Regions from separate parts of the Columba livia genome. Here all the other regions are linked to region 2. Evidence: chromatin contacts called from public Hi-C data. All regions are on one chromosome and are shown on one strand. Each heading gives the region's core, a stretch centred on a gene start, on an enhancer-like site or on the middle of the called end of the contact. The rest is flanking DNA. Distances are from core to core; before and after follow the strand shown. Region 1 holds the start of UBTD2 (ubiquitin domain containing 2). Region 2 holds the start of NEURL1B (neuralized E3 ubiquitin protein ligase 1B). Region 3 holds the start of STK10 (serine/threonine kinase 10).

Region 1 (4,000 bases), core at 942-3,441, 320 kb after region 2:
GTGCAGACTGGACTTTGACATCTCAGGTGTTGGATTTATAAAAGATATTCTGAGGTTCTTTCAGCTTAACCTACACCCCCTTTTCTTGTTGAAAGGCAGGAACAGATACGTAATGTTACAAAACAGGCTATTGCACACTGGAGCTGATGGTTTAAGACAGTCCTAAGAAGCCCATAATTCAACTGAAATTTCATCACTTCTCACTTCAGCGAGACAACCTTAAGGAACATTATCCTTAGAGCATGAATCAACACGAGCCAGCTGACATGCATTTCACATCTCTTACATCTCAAAAAAGCCAGCTGCTGTTCCAACGCACTAAGCACAATAGGTTATTTAACCCCAAAACAGCAGCGTGTCCCGGCGCGTAAACACCAAGCAGAAACGCGCTCCCAGCTGGTCCATCCAGGACAGCACCCGACGACCCTTGGATGGATACTGCCCACCCCACGCACCGCTACCGCCTGTGTCAAAACACTGTTCTACAATATCAGCCAAACTCTTGATATTTTTTCCCTCCTATCATCTCATTCATTCGGCAGCACAGGCAAGATAAGAGTGAGGAAATTAAAGCGAGGTTATTTCTGTGACATGATCTCACCTCATAACACCTAGCTGCTGAAGCAGGTTTAGGAACAAACGTCGGCGTAGCTTTTCACGGTATTTTCTGATCAAGATTTCTTGGGTATGTGATGATTCCTGCCATTCTTTTTCTTCTACTTCTAATATGCTCTGATCCTTTCCACACTCAAACTCTTGCATTTTTTTACTGGTTGATAAGTCCTCTTAATACAGATGCATTTTAGATAACCCACTTCTTCCCCCCCACCCCCCCTTTTTTTTTTCAATAACGGAAAAGAGTAAGGAAGACTCATACTAGTCACAGCTGTAAAATTCCTTTTAATGACAACGATGTGACTACATCCTACACACTTCTTAGCAGCTGGACTTTCTGGTATTTCTATCTGGTATTAATCAGCAGGTGGCTGCTTCAGATATAATTGTAAGTGCTGCATTTTTTTACATTATGGAATGACAGCAAAGTCACTGATATGACAGAACACCCACCAGCTGGGGCATCTGAAATGAAACCAGGCTGATAAATAATATTGCATAAGGCACATGGGAAAACGTGGACCTAGGTCAGCAATTTTCAACCTGAAATCTATGGACCCTGCATGTGTGAGGACTACTTATAAGTCAAGTTTCCCGTTGGTAGGCTGCCTTTAAATGACTATAAAGCATATACAGCTCAGCAGGAGAACATCAGGGGTCCACAAACCCAAGGCCGTTGAAAAAGCAATCATTCACACATTTAGGTAGAGAAAAACACAAGGGTAAAAGCCGCTTCCACTGCAGCAGTTTCCACACAAGCCACACTTGCTCAGTAGGTGTGCACCTCAACACTCGGCTGCTCCAGCATCTGAAGTCGCTGGAAATTGATTATTTAGCATGGTTAATTTTGGCTGGAGGAAAGCATCCATGTTACTTGGAGCAAATAAAAAGAAACAAACAAACCAACCCGCAGCAGTGCCAGGATCTAAGTTGTCTGAATAATTCTTTTCCGCACACCACAAGGAGCTGAGCCCAAGGAAAACAAAGTTTGGGAGCCCCAGGCAGGCCCTTTCCCCGGCCGGTCTCTATTTCAGCAGCCGCCCAGGCCGGCCGAGAGGCCGCTCCGCGGAGCCCCAACCACAGCGGGGCCGCCCTGCCCGCGGGGCTGCGCCCGCCCGGCCCCCGCCGAGCCCCGGGGGTGTGTGCCGGCCGGGGGAGCCCAGCGCGGCCCCCGCGCACTCCCACCGCCCCGGGAAAGTTACGGCCCGGGCAGCCGCACCGGGGCCGGGCGCGGGGAGGGGGAGGAGGCGGGCGCGGCGCCCCGAGGCCAGCGAGGCCAGCGCGGTTCCCCCGCCCGCCGCCCGGCTCGTCCCCGCCGCAGGCCCCGGCCCGCAGCGCCCGCCCCGGGGTCCCCCCGCGGCGCCGGGGGCGGCCCGCCCGGCTCCCCCCACCCACCCCCGGGGTCCGGCACTCACCTCCGGTGCCGTCCGAGTTCTCGTTGAGGCTGCCCGAGGAGTCGTGGTGGGAGCCCACACACCCGCCCATGGGGCCCGCCCGGCCCGCAGACCCGCCGCCGAGCCGCCCCCCCACCCCCCTCCCCCTGTAGCCGAGCTCCGCCGCCGGCCGGGCAGGCGCGGTGGCTTCGGAGCCGCCTCCTCGGTCTGCAACACCGCCCCCGAGGCGCGGCCTCCTCCCGCCGCCCGGCTCCGCCTCCGGCCCGCCGGGGCCCGCCCCGGCTTCGGGCTCGCCCTGGTCCCGGCCCGCACCGGGCAGGCCCGCCGGTCCGCCTGGCCCTGTGCTGAGGCGCCCCGCGGGCCGGGCCGGGCAGGGCCTGAACGCGGCCCCGAGGCCGCCGAGCCCGCGGCCGCACCTCATCCCCGAGCGGGCTCGGCGGCCCCGCGGGACAGGGCGAAGCCCCAGTGGAAGTTGGCGGACGGCCCTGGGGCGTCGCGATCGGCCCCGCCGCAGGGATCGGGCCGCTGGCACAGGGCAGCCGGGGGGGGAGGTCGAGGGCCGCGGGCTTCGTCTGGGGTTGCGGGGTCCGGCGGCCGCGGCTGCGGGCAGCGCTGCCGAGCGGCCCCGGGCGGCTTCGGGCTCGGAGGGCGCAAGGGTCGGGGAGCAGGGCCCGCCTGGCTGGGTCGCTGGGCCTCAGGCGGCGAGATGTATTTACTTTTCCTCACTGTGCCGTTTCGGGTTTTCCCGTGCTCTCCCGCATTTCATCTGCACATGGAAATAAAGTACCCACGCACCCAGAGATAAATCTGTATCCTCCTAATAATCCAACCACCTCTTGTGTTCACAGACTGCCTGTTTAAATTAAAATAAAAACTAAACAAAGTCACTGCTTCTTGGTCAATCAGCACCTGACTTCAGTCCTCTGAGAAGAAAAAAATTACTTCTGTGCACTTAGGGCTGCAACGGCTTATATTGTTTCAGCAGCAATCTTGACATGGGTTCAGGGAGTTAGGGTTCATACACTCTCAGATGTATTGACGATCTTTGAACCAACCAGCAGTAAGTCCGAACACTGAGAAATAGTGCAAAAAATAAAGCGTAGTAACAGCTCTGGGCTCCACACAAGCTCTGCTACAAAGAGAGCTCAATGCTCTGATGAGTAAAAGAGCAGAAAACCAAACTGAGCCTTGCAATAGCACATCAGCACTTGTTATTCTGGTATTTGGTACTGAACTCTTTCATAAGATACATTGTTGCTCTCCACTCACACTGTTTGTAAAACATACATATATGTGCTGGTGTGTATATAAACACTCGAGATGGGCCGAAGTCAATATTTACTGTCTGACCCCAGGTAAGAGGAAGCACTTGCAAGGTGCTCATAAAGTGCAAAAGACAAACCAAGACTTTTTCTAAATGTATTATCTCTTTTGAAAATTATATTCCTTCTCAAAATAAGCTTCACAGGAGGCAAGGACTGAACTTTGCAATCCGAGTTTCTGTGCTCTCATCTCGGCTCTGCCCTAGACACCCACTGTGGCCTTGGACAAGTCACATAACCTCGGTTGCTCTATTTCTATCAGTAGATTAATGTTTGTCTACATATCTCTTGGGTGTATGGCTAGGATTAATTAATTCTTACTCTTTATTACTTGTTAACTGCCTGCAATATGTGGGATGTAAAACACTTTGAAGATCAGAAATGTCATTTCACAAATTAAATGGTGCAGTGAATTGACTGTTCCATATAGGTACAACTACCCTCTATGGTTGGAAATTATTCTTTGTGGGTCATAAACCCAACGGTGCAAACAGCTGAAGGATTTTGTTTGGGCACAAGGTGCTGGACTGCATGTTGTACTAGAAGGGCCAGAGTGGTGGGTTCGTGGCCCAAGGTAATGCAGCATGTAGAGAATCCCTAAGTGGATCTACATTTGTATTCCTATATATTCAAATATTTTGTACTCTTCACCAGTTTTTCTCTCCAGCT
Region 2 (4,241 bases), core at 206-2,705:
ACTGCCACGTGTGAGGAGAGCACTGTCGGCTCGGAAGGTTGCTCGAGTACCAGAGCCCCTGCCGTGTTGCTCTCACCTAACGGAGAAGATAAAAAGTGCATTAGCAGCCAGATAAGGAGTCTCTGCATGGCACACTCACTCTGCTGCTCACACTCAAGGAAGACATCCCTTCCTCAGCAGGGCTCTCCACACATAACCGTGGTGTCTGATAAGATGTACTGGCATGGAGCAGGGAAGGCAGCAGAGCCCCTGCAAAGGCATCACTGCTGCTGTTCTCCTGGACTCAGCTCGTTCCCAGGCTCAAAGCAGCAACATGCTTGTCTGCGCATCGTGTTCCCATTATTTTGTCTGTGGTTTTGAGGGCAGGATGTGTCTTAATCTGCATCTAAACAATTTGAAGCTGCTAGCACCCAGTGATGATGTTCTGGATGCAGCTGTGGAAGATGAAATCGGCACTGGGATAAACGGTGGCCTCCCTACTGTCATTTTCCTTCATTCTCTCTGTTATTCCCAGGGCTGCTGTGACAGTAGAAAGACTCAGGAACCTTAAGCCTTCTGTTTTGCTCATTAAATTCCTCTGAAATCCACACCAGTCCTCTGCAAAGGATAAGAGCAAATGAAATAATGGGGAACACAGTGCCTCAGGGGCAGTGGGACTCATCTCTACTATAAATCTCCCAGCTTGTGGCACCAGAGGACCACACACTTTCTGAGATGGGGAAGAAATCTTCACCCTGTGATGTGATAGAGGCGTTTCCCTGCTCTTGGCCCTTTCCTAGAAGCAGCTGTGTATCAGCACACAGCTGCACACTAGTGAAGATTACTGCTGTGGACCACTAGTCTGCACTAGTGCTGTCTTTTAAATTTTTTTTAAAGTCTTTTTAGGAAAGGAAGCATTTCTAGTATGTTACTTTTATCAGCATTGTGCAGGGACCATGGAGAAGCCTCATGTCTGTAGCCCGTTCATTGAAAATGTCAAGGCATGTGAGACCGCTATTGGGCTGGTGGGGGCACAGACAACCGGTCTGTATGGATTGGTGCGAGTACACATGTTAAAAGAACCGCCTTTATAGGCTGGCAGGGGAGCATGACCACAGACACCTAGGTTTTACCGACTGACGAGAGTGCACGGGTGAAGTACCTCCCTTTGTCGGTTGCCATGGGTGCGAAACATCCCTTTGCGGGATGACATGGCTGCAGGCACCTCCCTTTACAGCTGAGGTCGGTGCTTTGGTGCGGGCTGACACCCACGCGGACACCTCTCCAGTGCAGGCGGCCGGGGGTGCAGACACCGCCCCTCCTGCCGGAGAGGAGCCGGGGACCCTGATGAGCCCAGCCCAGCCCAGCCCAGCCCAGCCCAGCCCAGCCCAGCCCAGCCGAGCAGCTCCGCTCCGCTCCGCCCCTGCGGCCCCGCCCGCGCCCGGCGGTTGGCGGTGGCGGTGCTGGGCGGGACGGGCGGCAGCTTCGAATCGACGGGAGCGCGGGGCTGCCCGGTCACCTCCTGGTCTCTTGCCGTCCGCTTCCCGCCGTCCCGCTCCGCTCCGCCCGGCCATGGGGAACGCTGAGTCCGTCCTGCGCAGCGCCGCCAGCATCGGTAAGTGCGGGGCCGAGCGTCCCTGCTCCCCGGGACGGAATGGGACGGAGCCGGGACGGGACCGGTCCGGCCTTTCGCTCCGCGCTGGAGCTGCCGCATGCGGGGAGCGCATAGCTGTGCTGTGGGCTTGACAAAACCAAATAACCCACAAAGGGGCCGCCCCGCGTTGTCCCGCAGGGTGGGGAGGATGTGGCGGTGGCATCGGTGACACGCGTGTTGACAGACAAAGTGCTTGTGCTTGGACCCGCTGAGCTACGGTCGTGCCGCAGAAAGAATGTGTATGCAGTGGTCTGAGTTCCTGCTCGTTACCGAGCTCCAGAGAGCGCAGCGTGTGCGGTTTGTTTCCTTTCTCTACCCCCAGCAAGAACGGTGGCGATCAATGCACTTTCATCCTTTGCAGTCGCTGCCCGAGCAGCAGTGCTGCCAAATCCACCTGCTGTAATTCAAAGTCCTTCGTTCCAAAATTGTCTGCCAATCCCAGCTCGCAGGCCAGGAAAACAGACCTGGGAAAACAAACGGGTTTGTGCTGGCCCTGCAGCCGGTGTCAGGTTCTTGTTGCCTTTTATGCGTCTTGTGAATGTCCAAAGAGGCCAACAGTCGGCAGCCTGGTTGGCTGGATTTGAAGGGAGCTGATAACTGAACGCAGCCAACCGGTACAAGGTGCCAGCACTCCAGAATGGAAATAATCCTGGCTGGGAATAAGAAAAGTCTTGGGTAACATCTAAACTAAAAGTGAAGCATCATCATTGTTACCAGTATTGCTATACAGTAGTGAGTTTCAACAAGACTGAACTTGTTCCTCGTTAATCTCCCCTTGGCTCCTGGCCTTTAGGATCTGCATATTGTTTTCCAGATGTGTGTGACCTGCTACAGTTTCATTTTGAAACAAAACATTGTCATTCTTCACGCCTGATTCTTAATGGCAATGTTAGAAATTTGATCAATTTTTCAGGCATTGTTCTGATTTAATTACTTCTTTCAAAATATTTTAAGTACTTAGTTTTGTTTTCTCTTCCTTTGGGGAAACCCAAAATATTTTGCTACTGGAGTACTGTCGTTTATTTAATGTGTAAATTCAGTGCTGTGATGTGCAGCAGGGTGACCTGTGAGGGTGCACTCCTGGGTGCTGGTGGCTGAACCTCCGTACAAGTGTGTGGGGCACAGAGGTGAGGGAAAGGTCTCTCTGGGGCTGGGCTGGGAGCGTTTGGAGCATGAGTTTGCGTTGCCCACCTCTCTTCTGAAGGGCAAATGTGTTTGCAGAAATCCAGCTGTCGAGCAGGTTCACGCTGATGCTGCGTGCTACCTACTGCACAACAAGGGATGCAGGGCAATGCAGAGTAGGACTTGGGCGTCTAAATCTGCAGTAAGTACTTCTCATTTCAGGAAATTAGTAATTGCAGGCAGAACTTTTAAGCCTTGTTTCCTACTGGCTATTGCTCTCAGGTGTGTGGGGCAATAGTGAGTTCAGGAGAGTATGTACCTTAAGGGAGGGTCTCAGCTGTTCTGCAAGGTGTTGTTAGCTCCTGTGGGTTAAGGGCTGATCGTATTACTAATAAATGAATGCTTTGGGTGCAGGAAATACTCTGCTGTAGTGGGTTCTCATGTTTCTTGTATTTCTTTCTCCTGGAGTCTGCTAATACTGTGTTTGGTTTTGGGGCAGCCAGTCACCACCAGATTTGTATGTTTGCTGTGTAACGGAAGAGTATTTTTAACTGACGAATAACTGTGATCCTTGGTGTTGGGTTTTGTTTTGAAATCCAAACATCAAGTCTTTGGTTATAAAGGCAGTTTTCTGCAAAACAGTACCCAAGACAACATTTTAGAAGTTAGTGCGCTATCAGGCAAGTCAGACCTTGATAATACATTATAGCAATGGTTACTGCTGCACTCGTGTTTGCTTAATAGATAAGGTAAACAAATGCACTTGGTGGTAGTTCCAGTATTGGCTACAAGGATTTTAACCAAGGTGGAATTAATTGTCAAGGACTGAGAAAGAATATATATAAATTTCAGCCTGCTCTCAATGCGAAGTGGTCTCTTCATTTGCACAGTACAGTCATCAGAAATCAGAGAAATCACTTCACAAAGCCAATAGCCCCACCTGTGTCCCAGTTCCAAAACCTCAAGCTGATTTATGTACCTTTCCCATTGCTGAAGTATCTGCTGTGCCCCCTTCCCATGCTCAAGCCACCCACCTTCTCTGATGGAGCTTCCATGGAGCTGCTGCTGCAGCCTCTGCAGCCTGAGCTCTGTTCGGGATGGGCAGATTTCAGTGTTTACCAAATGTGAACGAATCCAAGCTGCTGAGCACCCCTTTTGCTGGGATCCTGTGCTGCTGGCATCATTCTCAGTCTGCACCGAAGCTGTGCAGAGACCATGTGCTCTGGCCAACAGCTTGGGAGTTCTCCAGCCACAATAGGACTTGGAGTCCTACCTGATTTGCTGTACTTTGGATGTAAAATAATCCCCACTGGAAGGGCTAATCTCTCAGGGATGAGAAAAGGAATATATAATCTCTCTAAGAGTAAGTGTGTTACTGCTGTGGCTAGAAACTTTGCTCCTCTGTAGCCTTCACTGAAGTGACTTGAGTAAAGTAATCTTATTTCAGGGCCAAAGCCCACATTGGTCCCAGGGTATCCATAAAACT
Region 3 (3,998 bases), core at 880-3,379, 260 kb after region 2:
ACAAGAACTCTTCAAAAATCAACCGCGTCTGGTCACCAACCAGGATGGAGAACAGGCAGAGCACGTGGAGAACTAAAACTTTACTAAGAAGAATAGAATAGCCTTGTGATTTCTGCCACGGTGTTAACCCCCGCCCCCAGTCAATCGTGTTAAAACATCTCAAAAACAGACAGCTGCCTGAATGTACTAGTTATAGATGGAGTGAACTTCTGTTTATAAACACATAGCCCTCGCTGTGTCGTTTACTATAACGCACATTGTCTTTGGGATCAAAGAAGATGGAGGTAGTTGGCGATAGGAAGATGTTATTCCTTGACATCCTTAGCCCACAGTACTTAGAGTTACTCTGATAATTTTGTTATTGGTGTGAGGCTGGAGTTAATAGCAGAGGCATTCAGGTATGATAACAGACATAAAAACCAAACCAGCCACTTATAAAGTAGCTTTATTCTGAAAGTTGCCTGCTTTGCATACATTATACATGTCTAAAATAAAAGAATAACTGATTTCAATCCTTTCTAAGTTTTTATTTGTCTCAGAAGCCTATTAACTTATTTTACAATGTTTACTTCGTTCCTGTCATTGCATGGGAAACTTAAGCAAATATAAGCAAATAACTATCGAGCAGAAGAGTGAACGTTGCTACACACGAATGGGTTTCCAATGCACACCACCAAGTAAACTGGTAACAGAAGCACTGATCACCACTGGTGCTACTTTTGGAAGGATAAATGTATTAGGGATTTAAATACGATCCTTAGGAATTGCATTTTATTAGGTGGTAGGATCCTTCGCCACAGAGTTCCACTTCAGGGATACTTATGGCCAGTTTCTTAGAGATTTTCTATCAAATAACATGATAGAGACAAGTAAATACAACAAACCCCAGGACACCGTGGTAAAACACCTCTGTCCTGACCCGCAACCAACCAGCTCCCTTCCTGGCCTTCTCTTTAGTTACTACTTATGTCTTAATTCTGAAGAGGCAATGCCTTCTTAAATGAGACCATCAAAAACCAGCTGCCCAACAGCTAATTCACAGCCCCAGTCCTCAATGATGCAGGTGATGGGGGTGTCCCAGAGGGGCTGCACCCCCAACCTGCTCCTCCAGCCAGCCCCAAACACAAGTCTCCTCCACCAGCTGCTGCACCGCAGTGTTTCGGAGACAGTATCAACGAGAACGCCGTTGCTTCAGAGTGCAAAGTACAGCGAGTCTTTGGCGTTTAAAACCTCCATCCTCTAACATCAAGTTAAACATTAATAGCGCTGGACGTGTCCCCACTCTCAAGGAGATGGGCTCCTCTTCTCGCTCTGAGTTTCCTGCCGGCGAGGACCACAGGAATACAAATAATGTCACCCCCGGAGGCTCGCAAAACTTGGAGGCAGCCCCGAGACTGCTGACTTCCAAGAAATCTCCCTCCATTCATTGCACCGACAAGCTTGGCAAGGAACACCTCGTCGCCTTACAAAAGCATCGCTCTGAAAACAGGCGATATAAGGGGAAAAGCGGAAAAAGAAACGAAAAGGAAAGGTTGTCTCTCGCCTTTCGCCTGCCCCAAGCTAAGCGTTGCCCTCCCGCACCCCCGGACGACTCGCTGCCTTTGCCCCCCGCCGTCCCAGCGTGCGGGATGCGCGGAGCCGGCCCCGGGTCCCACATGGGTTTTACTCCCCGCTGCCCGGTTTGCTCAGCGAGCGGGGATCCCGCCGCTGCCAACGGGCCCCCGGCCCGCGGGAGGAGGCACCGCCACCCCCGCGGGGCCGCAGGTGCTTCGCCCCCCTCCCCAGCTCGGACCCACCTTGTAGACTTTGCCGAAGGCGCCGTCTCCCAGCTCCCCCACCACCTCCCACACCTCGCCGGGGTCCAGATCCCGGCGGACGTGCTCGTACTCCTTGGACCGCCGCTTCTCGAAGGTGGAGAGGCGCAGGATGCGGCGGAAATTAGCGAAAGCCATTGCGGAGCGGTGCGGGGCTGCCCGGCGGCGGCTGGGGAGCGAGCGGAGCCGCCTCCCGCGCCCGGCCCCGGGGGAGGACGGAGCCGCTGCGCCCGGGGAGCGGCGGGGCGGGAGCGGGGTCGCCTCCAGCCGCGCACATGGAGCCGGCGCCGCTCCACCTGCCGGCCTGGCCCCCGCCCCGCGCCATTGGCCGCCGGCCGCGCTCCGCCCGCCCCCCGGCGCGGGTGGGCACGGGTGGGCACGGCTCGGCTCGGCTCGGCTCGGCTCGGCGTGGTCTGGCACGGCCCGGCTCAGTTCGGCCCCGCTGGCAAGTCATGTCCCTGGCGGGGAGTCATAGAGTCATAGAATCATTTCAGTTGGAAGAGACCCTCAAGATCATCGAGTCCAACCATAACGTCACTCTGGCACTAAACCATGTTCCTGAGAACCTCGTCTAAACGCCTTTTAAACCCCTCCAGGGATGGTGACACTGCTCTGGGCAGCCTGTTCCAATGTGTGACAGCCCTGTCTGGTGAAGAATCTGAACATCCGCTGGTGCCACTTGAAGCCATTTCCTCTTGTCCTATTACTTGCTACTTGAGGGAAGAGACCAACCCCCTCCATGCTCCAACCTCCCTTCAGGCAGTTCAGAGATCAGAAGGTCTCCCCTCAGCTCCTGTTCTCCAGCTGAACCCCCCAGGTCCCTCAGCCGCTCCCATCACACTTGTGCTCCAGACTCCTCACCAGCTTTGTCATCTCTGCGCTCTCTCTAGTACCTCATCTTTTTCTTATGATGAGTCACTTTCCTCCCCATCACCCGTGCCCCCAGCACAGCAAGAAAGAGGCCAGACCATCCGGGGATAATGCCAAATACAAATAACACTGGAGACCTGGTAGGAAAGGTCTGAAACTCCTCAGCAGCTGCTGTCATGTTCCTGCCCGCTCAGCCCAGTGTATGGAGCGTGGTGAGTGAACAGCATCTGTACAGCTGCGCTGCTGGGGGCCGAGCAAAGAAACACATCTCCACATGTAAAAACACAACCCTCAACTCCCTTGGCAACTGAGGGACATTTCCTTCTTCCCCCAGTTCATCTCATGCGAAAATAGCCAAACACAAACATTTGAAAAACTCCCAGTAGCAGGAATTCGAGTGTATTAGCACCACGGGCACCCGCCATGAATTTGGTTTAGAGAAGATGTGACCCAACTGGTGTCAAGTGTGAAGGTTCCGCATCCTCGTCCCTGGCACAACTTCAGATCCTCTGAAAAACCAACTTGAAATCAAGTATTAAATGGGGACATCTAGGGGAAACACCCGACGGTGCAGCCGTGCTTGACAATATCTCTGGTGTTAACACCGGACTTAGTGGTAAACGGTTGTCCGGGCAGACATCAGTGATGCCACCACTGCTCACACCCGTGCGTGGATTTTGCCCCGTTAACACGTACAGTTAATGAAGCCGAGGGCACAGATGAATTGGCTCACTCCATCCGATGTGTGATGCAGGCGAAACTCAGCACAGGCTTTTGCTTTTGAGAACATCTGGGCTTGGTGATCTCTCATTAATTCCCTGGTATAGCAGACCCCAGAGCACCGGGGCTGGTCGTCGCCTCTTCTTGTCTTTGCCATTAAGAAAAAAGTGGTTTTATGCTGATATGATCAGCCTACACATTTCTATTGGGAATTTCCCGATACTAATGCTTGAAATACTATGCAAAACTCTGTTCGATTTGTGGTTGTACATGAATTTCAGCTGCCTTTTTTGAAGAAAGTTACATGTTCCCCTGCTTCTTCCCTTCGCCCCACTGAGTTGTAGGAAAAACAAGCTGAAAATGCAACCCAAGTATATCCCAGAGACAGAAAGAAGCTGAAAATAACTGAGCACTCTTTTTTTCACCTAACTTCGTGGGTTTTGGAGCTGATCTGATACCCTGCGTAGATCTGTCAATACTGGAGTAAGAACAGAGCAGAATCAGAGCAACTACTGGTGGAATTTCATCTTTTTAATCTCAGTTTTTCCAGGGTTTAGCTATTGATTTTTAAGTTATCATTCTTATTAGTGGCAG

The links. Hi-C and Micro-C count contacts between places; a contact is called where the count stands out from the background.
Region 1: a contact with region 2 is called in a Hi-C map of crop, with 6 times the contacts expected there. The contact joins the promoter of UBTD2 here to the promoter of NEURL1B in region 2. A contact is called at or near these places in 2 of 2 Hi-C or Micro-C datasets (crop and liver).
Region 3: a Hi-C map of liver shows a contact between it and region 2, with 6 times the contacts expected there. The contact joins the promoter of STK10 here to the promoter of NEURL1B in region 2. A contact is called at or near these places in 2 of 2 Hi-C or Micro-C datasets (crop and liver).

Annotation. Positions count from the first base shown.
Region 1 is chr14:2,332,175-2,336,174 of bColLiv1.pat.W.v2, reverse strand. It overlaps UBTD2 (ubiquitin domain containing 2), which reads right to left and starts at 2,191. Exons shown (of 4, transcript XR_010466091.1): 1 at 2,031-2,191.
Region 2 is chr14:2,647,303-2,651,543 of bColLiv1.pat.W.v2, reverse strand. NEURL1B (neuralized E3 ubiquitin protein ligase 1B) reads left to right here and starts at 1,455. Exons shown (of 5, transcript XM_005509458.3): 1 at 1,455-1,594. The coding sequence starts at 1,552.
Region 3 is chr14:2,391,186-2,395,183 of bColLiv1.pat.W.v2, reverse strand. It overlaps STK10 (serine/threonine kinase 10), which reads right to left and starts at 2,129. Exons shown (of 19, transcript XM_065029509.1): 1 at 1,797-2,129. The coding sequence starts at 1,952.